Linked DNA regions of Mus musculus: regions 1, 2, 3 and 5 are each linked to region 4. The links are chromatin contacts, called in public ChIA-PET, HiChIP or PLAC-seq and promoter capture Hi-C maps. All regions are on one chromosome and are shown on one strand. Each heading gives the region's core, a stretch centred on a gene start, on an enhancer-like site or on the middle of the called end of the contact. The rest is flanking DNA. Distances are from core to core; before and after follow the strand shown.

The links. Promoter capture Hi-C pulls out the DNA fragments that hold promoters and counts their contacts. ChIA-PET counts read pairs in DNA pulled down with a chosen protein or histone mark. HiChIP or PLAC-seq counts read pairs in DNA pulled down with a chosen protein or histone mark.
Region 1: a contact with region 4 is called in an H3K27ac HiChIP or PLAC-seq map of embryonic stem cells, with 4 times the contacts expected there. The contact joins the promoter of Sult6b2 here to the promoter of Golt1b in region 4. A contact is called at or near these places in 8 of 39 promoter capture datasets (the 3T3-L1 cell line, 3T3-L1-derived adipocytes, embryonic stem cells and 3 more), 1 of 484 Hi-C or Micro-C datasets (the G1E-ER4 cell line), 6 of 115 datasets of contacts at active chromatin or transcription factors (bone marrow-derived macrophages and embryonic stem cells) and 2 of 9 other capture datasets (adipose tissue and liver).
Region 2: a contact with region 4 is called in a promoter capture Hi-C map of liver, with 4 times the contacts expected there. The contact joins the promoter of Abcc9 here to the promoter of Golt1b in region 4. A contact is called at or near these places in 7 of 39 promoter capture datasets (embryonic stem cells, hematopoietic stem and progenitor cells, hippocampal neurons and 3 more), 7 of 115 datasets of contacts at active chromatin or transcription factors (bone marrow-derived macrophages, embryonic hindbrain, embryonic stem cells and 1 more) and 2 of 9 other capture datasets (liver and pancreatic islet).
Region 3: a contact with region 4 is called in an H3K4me3 HiChIP or PLAC-seq map of bone marrow-derived macrophages, with 3 times the contacts expected there. The contact joins the enhancer-like site here to the promoter of Golt1b in region 4. A contact is called at or near these places in 1 of 115 datasets of contacts at active chromatin or transcription factors (bone marrow-derived macrophages) and 1 of 9 other capture datasets (adipose tissue).
Region 5: an RNA polymerase II ChIA-PET map of memory CD8 T cells shows a contact between it and region 4, with 58 read pairs. The contact joins the enhancer-like site here to the promoter of Golt1b in region 4. A contact is called at or near these places in 14 of 39 promoter capture datasets (the 3T3-L1 cell line, 3T3-L1-derived adipocytes, the C10 cell line and 9 more), 8 of 115 datasets of contacts at active chromatin or transcription factors (bone marrow-derived macrophages, embryonic brain, embryonic stem cells and 4 more) and 2 of 9 other capture datasets (adipose tissue and macrophages).

The regions. Positions count from the first base shown.
Region 1 is chr6:142,803,021-142,805,720 of GRCm38.p6, reverse strand. Sult6b2 (sulfotransferase family 6B, member 2) reads left to right here and starts at 1,255. Exons shown (of 6, transcript NM_001145390.1): 1 at 1,255-1,475. The coding sequence starts at 1,331.
Region 2 is chr6:142,700,847-142,703,546 of GRCm38.p6, reverse strand. It overlaps Abcc9 (ATP-binding cassette, sub-family C (CFTR/MRP), member 9), which reads left to right and starts at 1,273. Exons shown (of 40, transcript NM_011511.2): 1 at 1,273-1,383; 2 at 1,644-1,730.
Region 3 is chr6:142,878,007-142,880,706 of GRCm38.p6, reverse strand. All of the region lies in intron 2 of St8sia1 (ST8 alpha-N-acetyl-neuraminide alpha-2,8-sialyltransferase 1), which reads left to right. Among named protein-coding and RNA genes, the nearest start is that of Gm7457, 65 kb to the right of the region's middle. Within about 2 kb of position 1,421, at least 65 of the 459 cell types and tissues checked have an H3K27ac peak or open chromatin away from gene starts, as enhancers often do. A contact at or near this core is called in bone marrow-derived macrophages, where this site is marked.
Region 4 is chr6:142,385,968-142,388,694 of GRCm38.p6, reverse strand. It overlaps Golt1b (golgi transport 1B), which reads right to left and starts at 1,452. Exons shown (of 5, transcript NM_025872.4): 1 at 1,326-1,452. The coding sequence starts at 1,350. It overlaps Recql (RecQ protein-like), which reads left to right and starts at 1,608. Exons shown (of 15, transcript NM_023042.3): 1 at 1,608-1,673.
Region 5 is chr6:142,778,668-142,781,486 of GRCm38.p6, reverse strand. No RefSeq gene overlaps it. Among named protein-coding and RNA genes, the nearest start is that of Gm46981, 3.6 kb to the left of the region's middle. Within about 2 kb of position 1,351, at least 69 of the 459 cell types and tissues checked have an H3K27ac peak or open chromatin away from gene starts, as enhancers often do. A contact at or near this core is called in embryonic brain, embryonic stem cells, erythroid cells and 3 more, where this site is marked.

The sequences.
Region 1 (2,700 bases), core at 6-2,505, 420 kb before region 4:
GGAGAGTGTGAATTTTGGAGGGGAGGACCTACAAGGGGTAGGAGGGAGGAGGGGGAGGGGAGAAATGACTTAAAATAATTATATTTTAATTACGTAAAAATAAGTATCTAAAAGGGAGCCAATGGGTAGTTATGCAAAAATTAGCTATCAAAAATTAATCCTGCCAATAGTTTTATTTTTAAAAAGGACCTTGAATTTCCAATCCTCCTGCCTCCACCTGCTGGGTGCTGGGATTGTAGATCTGTACCACTATACATTGTGTCTGTGTGGCTGGGCATCCATTCCTGGCTTCCTACATGCTACGTAGCTGCACCAAGTGAGCAGCCCACCCTCAAGCTCTGCTTTCTGTTGGCTTGTCCTAGAACACAGCAAGCCAGGACACTTCATTGCTGTCCTCCGTTCATGTGTTTATTCTATTAGTGCATTCTCTGTCATCTCCTGTGTATATGATCTGTTACTATGTATATGTTTCTGTTACTGCCATGGGCATCTTTCTTCTTCAGATATTTTCCCTACAGTATAACCTCTATTTTTGACACTCGATTAAAATTTTGTCCATTTCTTCATTAATGTTCCTTCCATTGTCAGACAAGCCAAATTTTCAACTGAGTTTCATTGAAATAACTGAGCATTTCTTTACTATATCTAATTGAATCTGGAATATTGTAATATTACCAACCAAGACTAAAATTGAGTGAGATAAGAATTAACTTCCTTCTCTCTACAGATTCCTGTTTGCATGTGTTCTCAGGAAATCTCTTTTTAGTGTGGTATTCTGACTATCACTGTATTTCTTCTAAACTACAGCTCATAAAGGCTGTCGCAAGAGTATTTCCCAATTCCTGGAGACATTCTTATTTCCCTGTTGCTGTGTCCCCTCAAACTTTAAATACTGACTACTTCCTATACTGTAGAAACCCAATTTTCTTAATTACTTTCAGTGACATAATTCATTGTAGTGACTAAAGACTTTACCTATTTAGGACAAAGGATTTGATAGTGGTACAATCTTAACACAGTGATTACTCCTGGCTGCCTGGTAGTTTTCTATGCAAATGAGCCTGAACTGAGTGGAAGGACACATTTTGTAACCTGTGTTATCAGAAAAATTCAGATAACATGACTTTTATAATAGACATTGGCTCAGTTGTGGTTTAAAAATTATTCTTCTAGAGAGCTGCAAAAGGTATATATAGACACATGGAATATCAGCTTGGAGATACCAAGATTCCTCTGCCACTCTGCTGAGGTTGTGACCAAGGGCCAGGTTTGTCTGTGGCTTGTGGAGGGACTGTGCTGACTATACAGCCTCTAATAGGGTCAGTGGAAGATGTCATGCCAGAGTCAGCCAAGTCTCCTCCATAAGTACATGGGCATCTTCTTCTCTACCATGTCTTCAGAAGAACTCCTTGGTTCCTTGGACTCTTTTGATGCTAGAGAAGATGACATATTTCTGGTTTCCTACCCAAAATCTGGTGAGTTTCCCCCTAAAATGTACTAAAAGATACAGAGATGCAACAGTAAGAGGTATAGAAACATTGTTTCCATTTACTTAGTGTTCTATAAGATACAGAGATGCAACAGTAAGAGGTAGAAACATTGTTTCCATTTACTTAGTGTTCTATAAGATACAGAGATGCAACAGTAAGAGGTAGAAACATTGTTTCCATTTACTTAGTGTTCTATAAGATACAGAGATGCAACAGTAAGAGGTAGAAACATTGTTTCCATTTACTTAGTGTTCTATAAGATACAGAGATGCAACAGTAAGAGGTAGAAACATTGTTTCCATTTACTTAGTGTTCTATAAGATACAGAGAAGCAACAGTAATGGAAACATTGTTTTTGTTTCCATCTCAGACATTTTTTGGGGGTGGGGGGATGACTTTCAAGGATTTAGATTTCTTACTTTAAAAAGACTCAAGTGAAATGATTGAAGCTCTGCTAAAGTTTTCCTCTTCATTTGATTTATGAAGGTGCACAAATGTTGATATATCATATGAAATAAGCAAAATAGCTATGTGATAGATTCCCATTGTATCTTGCCCAGATCGTCCTGATGACTAAACAACCTTTGCTCAGCTCATACTTAATTGTCTATAACTTTTTTCATCTACACTAATAAGAGCCGTAAATACTTTCCCTGCTAAAGTTTTACTTCAGAATCGATTCGTACAGAGTTGTACACCCATGGGTGTCATTGAGTAAGTAATGCCACTCTGTACTTTCTTGGACTTAGTTCTATGATAATTTTGTTTGTTATGTAACATCCAGTTGCCTGCTACAATTTCCTTAGTAGTGGTCACATAGAGACGGTGGCTACAGTTAAGGTGTTCAACAACGAGCAGCCACGTCCAGTCAGTTATGCAGTGTAGTCACCAGTTAGATCGGGTCATCAGTGTGGGAAGAAGCAAAGTGCACAAAGGTCAGGGGTTTTGAGAACACACACACACACACACACACACACACACACACACACACACACACTCTGCTCAATTTCAATCCCAGAGAATCTGATGCCCTCTTCTGTAGACAGCAGGCACTCACAAGATACACACACACACACACATCTGCAGGCAAAACACTCCCACTAATAAAATAAATAAATCTAAGAAAGAAAGACCTTTGTAAAGTACACTTAACATGAAACTTAGAAAGCAAGACAGAGTATTTATTGTTCAGCCATGAAGTTGTTCATGT
Region 2 (2,700 bases), core at 24-2,523, 320 kb before region 4:
GAGCCTTTATCTGATCAGGACGGTTGCTACGAACACTGATTACTGCAAAGGACTCAAAACTGGCCCTTGGGAATCTCGAGAGTTTATTCAAGAGTTACTGAGGCCAAAAATTACCCAGTGTGATCATGGCTCATATCTGTAATCGTAACAATCTAGAAGCTGAGCCAGGAGGATTACTGCGAGTTTGAGTCCAAGCCAGGGTGTCTAACCTTCACCCCCTCAAAAAAAATTTTTTTTTAATTTAAAATTCACCCCTTACCACCAGAGGAAAAGTTATTGTGGAGTGTCACATATACATGCATATCTATATCAAAAGCGGGTGTGTGTGTGTGTGTGTGTGTGTGTGTGTGTGTGTGTGTGTGTGTGTGTGTGTGTGTGTAGCTGGCTTCTAACCTGCTATGTGTCTGCTTCTTGCTTTGAACTCCCTGCATCTTTCCCCCAAATGATGGCATTTCAGAAGAACACCAACCACAGTCTGCCTTCAATAGATATTGTTTTAAGCAAGTTTTGTTATTTTAAGAGTTAATTATATCTGTTTGTGAAAGCGATGAAACAAATGAACAAATAAAAAATACTGTTGATGCTGAAACTTGAAATCAAACTCAAATTTTGGAGTGCTCAGACAAGTGCCATTGGTCCATTAGTCTGGACCAGCAGGCAAATTCCCCGGGTCACTGAAAGATTCTGCCCTGTGCCTGCCCATCCAAGTGAGACAAGCATGCCTGGTGGCAGTTTGTTTTGCCTAGAATGAACTATTCAGTTCTCAGTCCTGCTGGGGGCGAAGCTGGGCGAATGGATGGCACTTTTAAATCATTTTTTGGTGGCTAAAGCTAAGGCTGCCTGCAGAGCTGATACTTTCCATGTTTTCATATCTGATAAGCCTCCTCTTTGAGGGTCTGGGGGTCGGTTTTTGCAAGTTCCGCTTTCTGGTGGAGTCTTGGGGGATCCACATATGGCGTGAGTTTGGCACATCTTCACTGCGCTCACCCGTAGGAGCAGCTCCGGAGGAGTGGGGAGTGGTGTGGAGGGTCTGGGGGAGGGTGGTCCTGAATGGGAATGGCCGGAGTGATGGAGGGTCCCAGGTAGGGATGATCCGGGCAAGGAGGGTGGGGGTGAAGAGGGTCCTGGATGGGGAGGGTCCCCGCCTCAGGCGTCTGGGGTGCCTGCAGTTTCCTGCCAGGGCGCGGCAGTGTCCGCCCCAGGCCACAGCGCAGCGCAGCGGAGGAGAAACGCGATAGGAGGCAGCAGCTGGCCTCCCACCACCCTAAAAATAATCCACTCGCCGGCTGCTGACCCGGGAGGAAAACTTGTCGTCCCATGGAGTGCGTGAGCTCCTCGGCTTGCTACAGAGAGATCCCCAACCACTCTGAGGAGTCACTGGCTGTAAGCTGTTGATTTTGATCTAGTATTCCGTCAGTAAAGGCATTCGCTATTTCTAGGATTCAGGGGACTTGCTGGCGAGAAGGTGGGATCAGGTTTCCAAAGTTTGACTTACACAATCCTGCCGGCTGGAGCCGAAACCGGCTGGAAACAGGGAAAGATGTCACTGATATATATATAGAGAGAGACTTTGTTAGCCATTCCCCTTTACAATTCACGCAGCAGCTTTTTCTCTACTAAATTTGTTACTCTTTGCTCTTTAGGAGAAATTTACATCTTCAGACGGTGGGCAGGCTGTTGGTAGCTCAAGTGCACCAGTAGGGGGACTAAGCCCTGGAGCCAAAGCCAAGGTATATTTATTTATTTATTTATTTATTTATTTATTTATTTATTTATTGTTTGCTTGTTTGCTCCGCGTTGGTTACAGTGTCTAAAAACAATCTTATCTGCGCAGGGGTCCCCAGCATTGTCTTTCTTGTGTCACAGAACGTCATAGCCCCTGGAGGGTAAACGCATGGACTAAGACTCGATAATGGATCAAGTCCGTGGTCATTTTCTTGCTAGGAAATTTCCTACTTGGATCTGTATAGAACCAGCCAGACAGCTAGTTAGACAGCCAGACACATCTACGCATTTTGTGAGGTCTCCACTGAGCAAGTTCAGTGAAACGATTGCAGCATTTGCTTTGGCGGAGGGTGGACATCCTGGGCACGTCGTGGGTGGGTCGTCGCTGCCTTAGGTGCCTTTCAGAGGTGAGCTTCTCATTCAGGATGCTTTGCCTAAGCGCTCAGTAGCTCAGGGGTGAGTTGTTCCACATGCAAGAAGGAAAGCTATCCCGTGCATGTTTGCTTTAGATGTGTCCAGAGCCCGAGCTTGGCTGACACTGTCAATGGGGTCACAACTGACAGTCGCTGCCGGGTGAGCAGGGAGGTGGCTGCTTCTCACTCAGTCTTAAGTGGCTGGCAAAAGTAACTAGCGTTTAGTTCCTGATATCTTTTAATATCTTAGCAGTTTTTGGAATTACTTCAGTTAACCTTTGTTCCTCTGTAGAAGTATCAGAAGAGTTGATAGATACATTACTAGAGTTTTGAACGGATACCATGTTTTATGCATACCAGGGGCTGGGGAACGTCTCACAGTGCAGGGCCAGGGCCAAGCACGCTGCTGTTGCTATTCTCCGCAGGAAACAAGAGGACTCCTCTTCCCTCTGTGTTCTGTCCTGCAGGCTACCCCACAGCCAAAGTCTCACTTTTGATCTGTTTTGAAGTTGGCTCCTTCCAAGTCCCCATCCCCAACGACTCTTGTAAGCACTTGACCGCC
Region 3 (2,700 bases), core at 172-2,671, 490 kb before region 4:
CGGTGAGGAGCCCCGCCTCTCCTCAGTGCCTCAGCCCTGCACGCTTTAGCCTCAGCACTCTGTGTGGTCTGCCATTTTGTTAAAGCCTGGTTTGTATTCTGCTGGATATAAGCTGTAGGAACTGGGTATGACCCAGCTTTCCTGACAGCTCCAGCTCACAATAGATGTTCATCAGTGGTTGTTGAATAAACATAGAACTCAGTTACCAGAGCTAGAGAGAGGCCCAGGAGGTGCAGTGTGTAGAAGACGGTAAGGTGTGACCCTGGTCAGCTTTGCAAATCACCTTCAGTTTAGTGAGTGATAGGACTTGTTCTTCAGGTTTGGAGATGAATTGGTCTGTCTGCTGCATCAAAAGGAAATTCCACTTTCCACCCAGAAAGAGCAGGAGAAGGGTCACTTGTATTCACTCTTGAATTAAACGATATTGCCCCCATAGGCTCAGCCATTCGGACACTCCACCTCCAGTTGGTGGCACCGTCTGGGGATAGTTAGGAGGCACAGCCTTGTTGGAGGCCCGGCCTTACTGGAGGCCAGCTTGTGTGTTCACAGCCTCTCCCTACCTGCTGTTTTCTTCTCTTCATGCTTTTGGTTTGAAGATTCCTGCAGTCGTGCCTCCAACCAAAATGACTCTATCCCTCAGGGTCTCCCCTTTAACAACTAAGGGGCTTGCAGCTTGCATGTATAAATCCTACTATTAGTGGGGGGATGCCTGAAATTTCTCCCCTGGCTTAACGATCACGACAGGGCTATATAAGACCCTTACGGTGTATTCACATATTGACAGCATTTTTCTTTTGGTATTCGTTATTCTATTCTATATCTGAGTAGATATGTGTATATATAGCTCCACATCAGCAGACTCAGGTCAATTTTCTTACTGCTGCTCCTTTCCTGGTCAAGGACACCCGTGGCCTCCATGTTGCCCAGCCCCATGGCAGGTTCAGCATTATTGCCCTTCATCTTTTAGGAGCACTCAGCTTCCTTCCCTCCTTCTCAGTCACTGCCTTCCTTTTGCTAGGCTCCCTGAGACCTCTTCTCTGTTCTGTTCTGACGTTTGGCTCTTAAATCCAAATACTTGGTCTCTCTCCACCTTTCACTCCACACAGACCCGGCTCCCTGCCTGCTCGGTCACCTACTGGACAAGGCCACTTGGCAGCCAGCCACTTGACTTTCTCAAGACTGGGCTTTTAATCAGTCCCCCAGACTCTCCCCTGCTGTGATCTTCTGTAGTGCAGGAAACAGCTGGTCCTATGCTGGAGACCAAGTCACCTTTCCCTCAGACCTTTCTTCGTCTGCTTTCTTTTCTTACTTCCTCTCTGAACACCAGCAAATCTATTTGGCACTTCCTCTGGAATCCCTCCAGAACGGAGGGCTCTCTTCACCTCTGTCACCCTATTTCAGGTCACTAAACTCCCGGGATATCACTGAAAACTCCTCCCTGGCCAGACATCGTTGAACTGTTCACACTTCAGCACGGATCATCATGCTACCTCCCTGGCTGTTTCTGTAGTCTTGGCTCTCATCCTGGAATAAAACCCACTGTCTTCATGGTACCTTACCCGGCTCGCTCACTCAGCTCCACACTGGAATCTTTACTCTTCCCCTTTCCTCCTCCCCTCGTCCTGCTGACTCATCGTTGTAGTCTGCAGACAAAAGAGGCTCTTGCCCCTCTATCTCATCCCAGGAATGTTCCCTCCTCAGGGTCTTTGCACAGAGGGGAGAGGGACGACAACCAGGGACCTACCCAGATCTATGTCCACACATTCTCAAGTCCTACACACATCTGCTTGGGGCTTCCTATGTGCGTGGCTGGTCACCCTGCTGACCTTGCAGTTCCTCTCAGGAAGTCTCTGGACTCTCTCATGCCAGTTCCCTGTCTCTCTCCAAAGACCACCTCACCGTCTGTTCCACTGTTTACCTTTCCACATTCCTTCATCCTTCTCTATTTTCTCCAGCATAGTGTGAGTCTCAGGGGCACAAGGTTTGTATTTGGTCTCCACCGCTCAGGGGTCCCAGCAAACATTGGTGGAGTATACGCACCAGCCTACATGAGCATCCGAGCTTAGCTCTCCATCTCACTGATATGATAGATAGTACCATGGTTCAAGTGTTGGTTCCAAATGCGCCTTTGAGGAATGACTAAGAGAAGTATATGTTGTCCTGAGTGAAGCTGTTAGATGTTCTCCGCTGCCAGCCTCTCCTCAGACACCCCACTCTGACGTTTATTGGGGTGATCACTGCAGTGGTAATGCAGGCGATTCTTTTCTCCCAGTGGACAAATACTAAGGCATTATGCTTCAGACACCACCAATATTTATTGCCAGTATTTACGTAGCTCTGGCTGCTTATTTTACTACTAGAAATGAAGGGAATAAAATCTCACGTTAGACTAATTGCTTCCTTCAGCTACCAATGAAAGCAGAGACTCTTGGGAATTTTTTTTTCCTGGTTGAGTTATTACCTCATGCCTAGGCAAGAACCTTCTACTGTATATTCGTGAGCTAATTCCATTTTATCTTTGATATAGTCTGTGTTATTTGTATACCACTCAGCCAGCATGGCCTTTCAATCTAGTTGTTTCCTAGACTAGTCATGTGTTTACAAGGTCTTTCCCCCAAGAACTCCAACAACTATGTTCTGTTCCAGTCACTTCAAGGAGCTCTGGTACCTGGCAGTTCTTGCTGACCCAGCTAGAAGGGG
Region 4 (2,727 bases), core at 203-2,702:
ATGCATGTTAAAAAAACTCATTTAAACAAGCAATTAAGATCACTCTTGTCTATATAACTACATGTTGCACTAAACTGAAACAGGTTCACAAGACTTAGTGACAGTAGGGAAAAAAGGGACACTTTTATTTCTGACTAGAACCAAAGGAGCCTGACTGGACCAATAGACAACACCCCTGGGCTAGAGAAGGTAGCTGTGCAGTCCACAGTAAGACAGAGGGGACTGCCAGGGTGTGGAGGGACTCATAAAGCACCTGTGACACTCCAGTGTGCCACAACTTGAATCTAAATCTTCAAACTCCACTTGAGAATAACTTCAAGGAAGGTTTTTGTTTCACTTCAGTGGGATGTTAGAATCTTGAAAAGCTAAGGTGAATATAGTTTGAAGAAACAAAGTTCATGGTAATGAGCAAAAGTGAGGCAAAAAGAGGTCATACCCATAAAGATATCTTTAAAAAGTAACCAGCTTGGGTAGAATTTATAAATAGAAAAATAATTAAGATTGATAAGAAAACATAGAAAAATGAAGTCACAGAGAAAACGATGGAGATAGGGATAACGCTCTGCTAGTCTGCAGAAACATTTGGCTGAGATGCTCTAATCTCTGGGGCTACAAAAAAAAAAAAAAAGGCAAGACTGAAGACTGCAAAGCTGGTCAGAATGATGAGATAGGCAGAAACAGGATGCTAAAATAGAACACGCCACGAAGTACAGAATACAACACTAATAAAGAAATCCTTTCCCAGTACAGACAGGCAGAGTCCTTCATGCTTGTAATCTCATAACTTTAGAGACCGGGGCAGGATTACAAGTGGGAAGGCTAGCACTGACACAATGAGCGCAAGGCCAGCCTCGTTAACCTACAGTGTGATCCTGGCTCCTAACCCAGAAATCTAAACCATCGAAGTCAATGCTCAGAGCACAAAGTGACTTTTTAACATTAGTAAACTTGGTTGAAACTTAAACGAGCGGAAAACCGAAGTCCTTGTTAAGGGAATTTTGGGTAGGTAGGTAACAGTGGAGTCTGATCACGGCTCTCTACGCCCCCAGCCCACCCCAGCCTTGCAGGCGCTCCGCGCGGGCGGACAGTCCCATTCCCGCCACCCCGGAAACTTGGTCCGACGGCTGTTCCGTGGGACAGAGCACGGGTGCCACCGGGGCGAAGGCGGCGGCGGCACTTGGGCCGAGGCAGGTCGGCGGTCCTCCCGTCACGGCCCCCTCCCTCCCGCGGGCCGCCGCCCCACGCGCGCTCGCTCCATTCATTGCGGGGCGGAGCAGAGGCTGAGGCGGGAGCACCGGCCAACGCTGGGGCCCGGCAGCGCTTACTCTGCGTATCCGTGAGGGAGATCATGGTGGCGGCGGCGAGGACCGCGGTGCTTCGGGGCCCACGCTGCGAAGCCTGGTCCGGAGAAGAGCCTCGGCGACGCCGCCCGGGCCCGAGCCGCCACGTCTTCCGGAAACACGCAGCCGCCGCCGCCGGGCCGCAAGGCCGCGCTCCATTGGCTGCAGCGAGACCAATAGCACGCGCTCTTGTTCGGATGTGCACCCGGACGCCGCACCACGCAGCCAATCAGAGAAGGCAATGGCTTGTGATTGGTGGAGGGGGCTGATCCGGAAGGGTGGGCGCTGCATGCCGGGCGGCGGGAAGGTTTTTACGCGCGGAGCGGCTGACAGGTTCGTGGTGGTGCCGGTTCCGGCGCGTGGGTCCGCGGCTGTCTGCTGGGCGGATAGGAGCTGGGCGTCGTCTCTGCCATCGCTTTCAGGAGCCCTGGTCGCCGCAGCTTGCGCTTCTGCCTCGTCTGTGGAGCCGGCGGGGTGGAGGGATGCGCTCAGGGTTAGCGTGCGTTTTCCTTCCGCACTGATGACAGTGGACCTGGTTCACGTTTTTTGACTGACAGACCTCTTTGTAACTTAGTTCTTGGATATATTTCGTGCTACGCTATGTTTTGCTGTGAAGTTGCCTAATTTAGGCAAGGGGTAGGTTATTGGCAGCAAAGTCCAAAAATATATATATATTTGAAGTAGTGGCAGGAAATGAACTTAGACCGAATCTCTCCTAAGCGAAGAGAAAGCGCCTGTTTTTAGGTTCCGGAAAAGGCATTTTTTTTTTTCTAGGCTGTTTACAAAAGTGAAGAGATTCAGGCTCTGCCATGATACAGGACCTTAGAGTCCATGGGCAGAATAGTATCAGTCTAGGAAGTGATAAGGAGATGTTCTCATACGTGAGGAAGGAGGAGTCTTGATTTAAACCCATCCTTAAATGTCCGTTAGTTTTGTCCTTACTCTTTAATCAGGGCTTATCTGTCTTAACAGCCATGCACAGGAAGGGTACAAATTCGATAAAGGAAACAGTTCAAGTGAGAATAGGCGGGTGCAGAATCTGTCTTTGGAGAGCACTCTTAGGTTTAGCAAATATAAAATTAAGCAATATATAACACACTTTCAAACGTTTGTTTTTTGCTTTTATGTAATGGTGACAGATTGTCATTGATTGAGCAAAAAAGTTGTTCACAACAGTTCATGAACACAATGAGGTCCTTGGCCCCTAACACAGAAAACTAAAACACCACCCCAAAAAAAAGCCTGTGTTCTGAGTACGAATGACTTTAAAATTAGCAAACTGTTGAAACTTAAATAGGCAGAAAACCTAAGTTCTTCCAAGGGAATTTTGGGCAGGTTACACGTCTACCCAAATAATTACTAAAAATACAAAATTAAGCAAAATATA
Region 5 (2,819 bases), core at 102-2,601, 390 kb before region 4:
CTACAGGACACAGGAGCCAATGAGCCATCAATTCAGCAAGCCCCACAAGTAGCCAATTAGGAAGCTAATTAGAGACAACTAATTATTATTCCATTTAGATAAAGAGAATCTGGATAATTCCTTTCCCAAAGCGTGAAGGCTGTCATCTCAAAACTATAACAAACAGATTTGGGCAAATGGATATCAGCAGGTTTTTGGGTTCTCTCCACCTCCCCCAGTTTCTTTGAAACATATGCAGGAGTAGTTTCAAGTTTTCAGCGTTAGTGGTAGTCAGCCAGGAGGGCTTACAAACCCTTAGTAATCTTGGGGCTGTTATCACCATTACCTTTGGGATAAAAGAGGAGACTCTTTGAACGTAATAGGATCAAATCCTGCATCACTCAATAACAGGATAAATATGTGTGTATACATTTATTTATTTATGAAACCGTGATTTTGTCTCATTTCAAATTTGCTCTTTATTTCGGCAGTTTATATTAACTTACATAGAATTTGCTCCCATAGAGAAAAGCAAACAGTGGTCTGTAGTCATTCTCCATTACTTAAATCGCCTGTCACCAGCATCTATTGGTGTCACTGACCGCTGAGGGGACATTCAGCCAAGCTGTGGGACAATGCCCTCTAATGATTAGACAGGCTTTGGGGAGAAAGGGTATATTCCTGAGTAATTGGCCCAAGTGGGATTTTAATTAAAATAAATGAGGGTGGTCAACTAACCCTTGCTAGGTAGCATAGGCTAGACTGAGAAGTGAGTTTATTCATCCCCAGACAGAAATGTTTCAATCAGGCAATTATGCAAATGGATACTATTAATATTACTCGTTTCTTTCTTCCTTTGTTCCTAATGAAGGTCAATTGTATCCTGTTTGGCATGGTCAGCTCCTGAGCTGTGAGCCTTCATTAGGCTTCAGTGATGTTTCCCCTGAGACTCCAAAGACCGGTGGGAACTCCGAACGCAAAGAAAACTGAGGCCAGAGGGTGACAAGCCTTGTCACAGTATGCCTCCAGAGGTGCCAATCAAGTGAAGGGCTAATTACGGCTGGGCATGAACTGCCTGCAACTCCCCTGGACAGACAAGGCATGGTGTGCTCACATTAGCCGTTGGTCTCTCTTCTGTTCCACTCTGCACAGCTTTGTCTGAACATGGGTTTCTGCTATAACAAATGTGAAATGCACAAATCAAAGAAAGGGAACTTGAAGGCCTCACTATTTCCTGTGAAGCAAATGGCCGAGGTTTGGGAAAGCCATCCCCTTGCATTAAATTGAGGTGCCTTTCCAGGAACAGACCCCAGAGAGACAGGAAGATGATGACAGAACACCAGTGCATTATGGGAAGCACCGTGTATAGCAGCATGGTGACATTTCCTTAGCCACATCCTGTCCCGACTTTCCTGTCTTGCTCTCTACCTGTCAGAGCATCAGGCTTTTTGCTAAATGGACATGAATGCTCTCGTGATTTGTTTGTTTGGGGGTCAGGGTGTCATGAAGGCCAGGGATTATACATCTTGGAAATACTAACGTGGCCAGTCAGCACTGGGAACCTCACCTCCGAACAGGTCTGGGTCTGTAGGAGAGGGCTGGTAGCAATCGATGTCTGAGGCTGACTGAGAACCAGAGGACGATTGTCATGGGAGAGTGTTGAGGAACGAGGGCATGGGACAGTTTCTGAGCCTGAGTCCTACCCTGTTGTATTTATTCCAACTTCTTCAACTACAGGGTTCTAGCAACTCCGTGCGCACAGACCACTGAGTGGGCTTTCCTAATATGCAGACTATTAGACCGAAGCCCCGGGTTCTACACCTCTCACGCCAGGGGAGGGCTAGCACACATATTTGCACAATTATTAATTATAGTGAATTGTTGTTTTAAGAGCTTTGGTGTTGGCTGAGGGGCCATCTCCGAAGAAGCCTTACCAATCGCCCATCTGCTGCCTTAGTATGTTCTAGAGCTGCCACCTAGTGTCTGACCCCCGGTAGTTATAGCTGTCTATCGCTCAATTTTCACATCTATAAAATAGAGGAAGAAAAATACTTCCTTTATAGAGCTGTGTGGATTAAAAGAAAAGATATATAGAGGTTAATTTTATGGTCTGCAGCAATAAGGCAACAGTGCTAGGTAGCCAAACAGTCACTGAACGTGTATGAAAAGTGAGCGAGTCACCTTGGGTGAATGAACAAAGTCACAAGAGGTTTGTCTACAGGCAATCTCCCCCTCCCCCAAGCAGAGGCATGTGTCCTTCAGGCTAAGAGGTGACATGTGTAATTTAAGGTACCCACCAGCTTGGAACAAGATAGTGACAGTAAACAGATTGGCTTTCTCTTCTGATCTTTGTCATTTAAAATACACATGAATATGGAGCAACCAGCTGTGAAGAAAGAGGGCATATTTAAGACAGGTAGAAAGTAGGGGACACAGCTAGTGCTCAGCTATCAGCAGTGAGGAGGGTGTGGAGGGTGGAAAGAGATCCCTGCTGGGGACCAGGAAGGGGCTCAGCAACTCCGGAGGTAAGGTGGAACCCCAAGTGCTCTGCTCTCTGCATATCCTTTGAATTTACTTTATTTTTTTAATTTAAAAATGTTATGTGCATCTGTGTCAGTGCATGCATGTGTGTACGTGCACTGGTCTGTAGGTGCCTGTGGAGGTCAGAAGATGGTGTTAGATCCCCTGGAGCTGGACTTACCAGCTCTCAGTGAGCCACCGAGGCACCCAGCATGGATGCTGGCAATGCACTGGGACCTGCTGAAGAGCAGGAAGTGCGGCATCTTTTCAGCCTCTATAAGCGAGTATTTTCCAGTGATTGTCTGGAGGCTTAACATGTA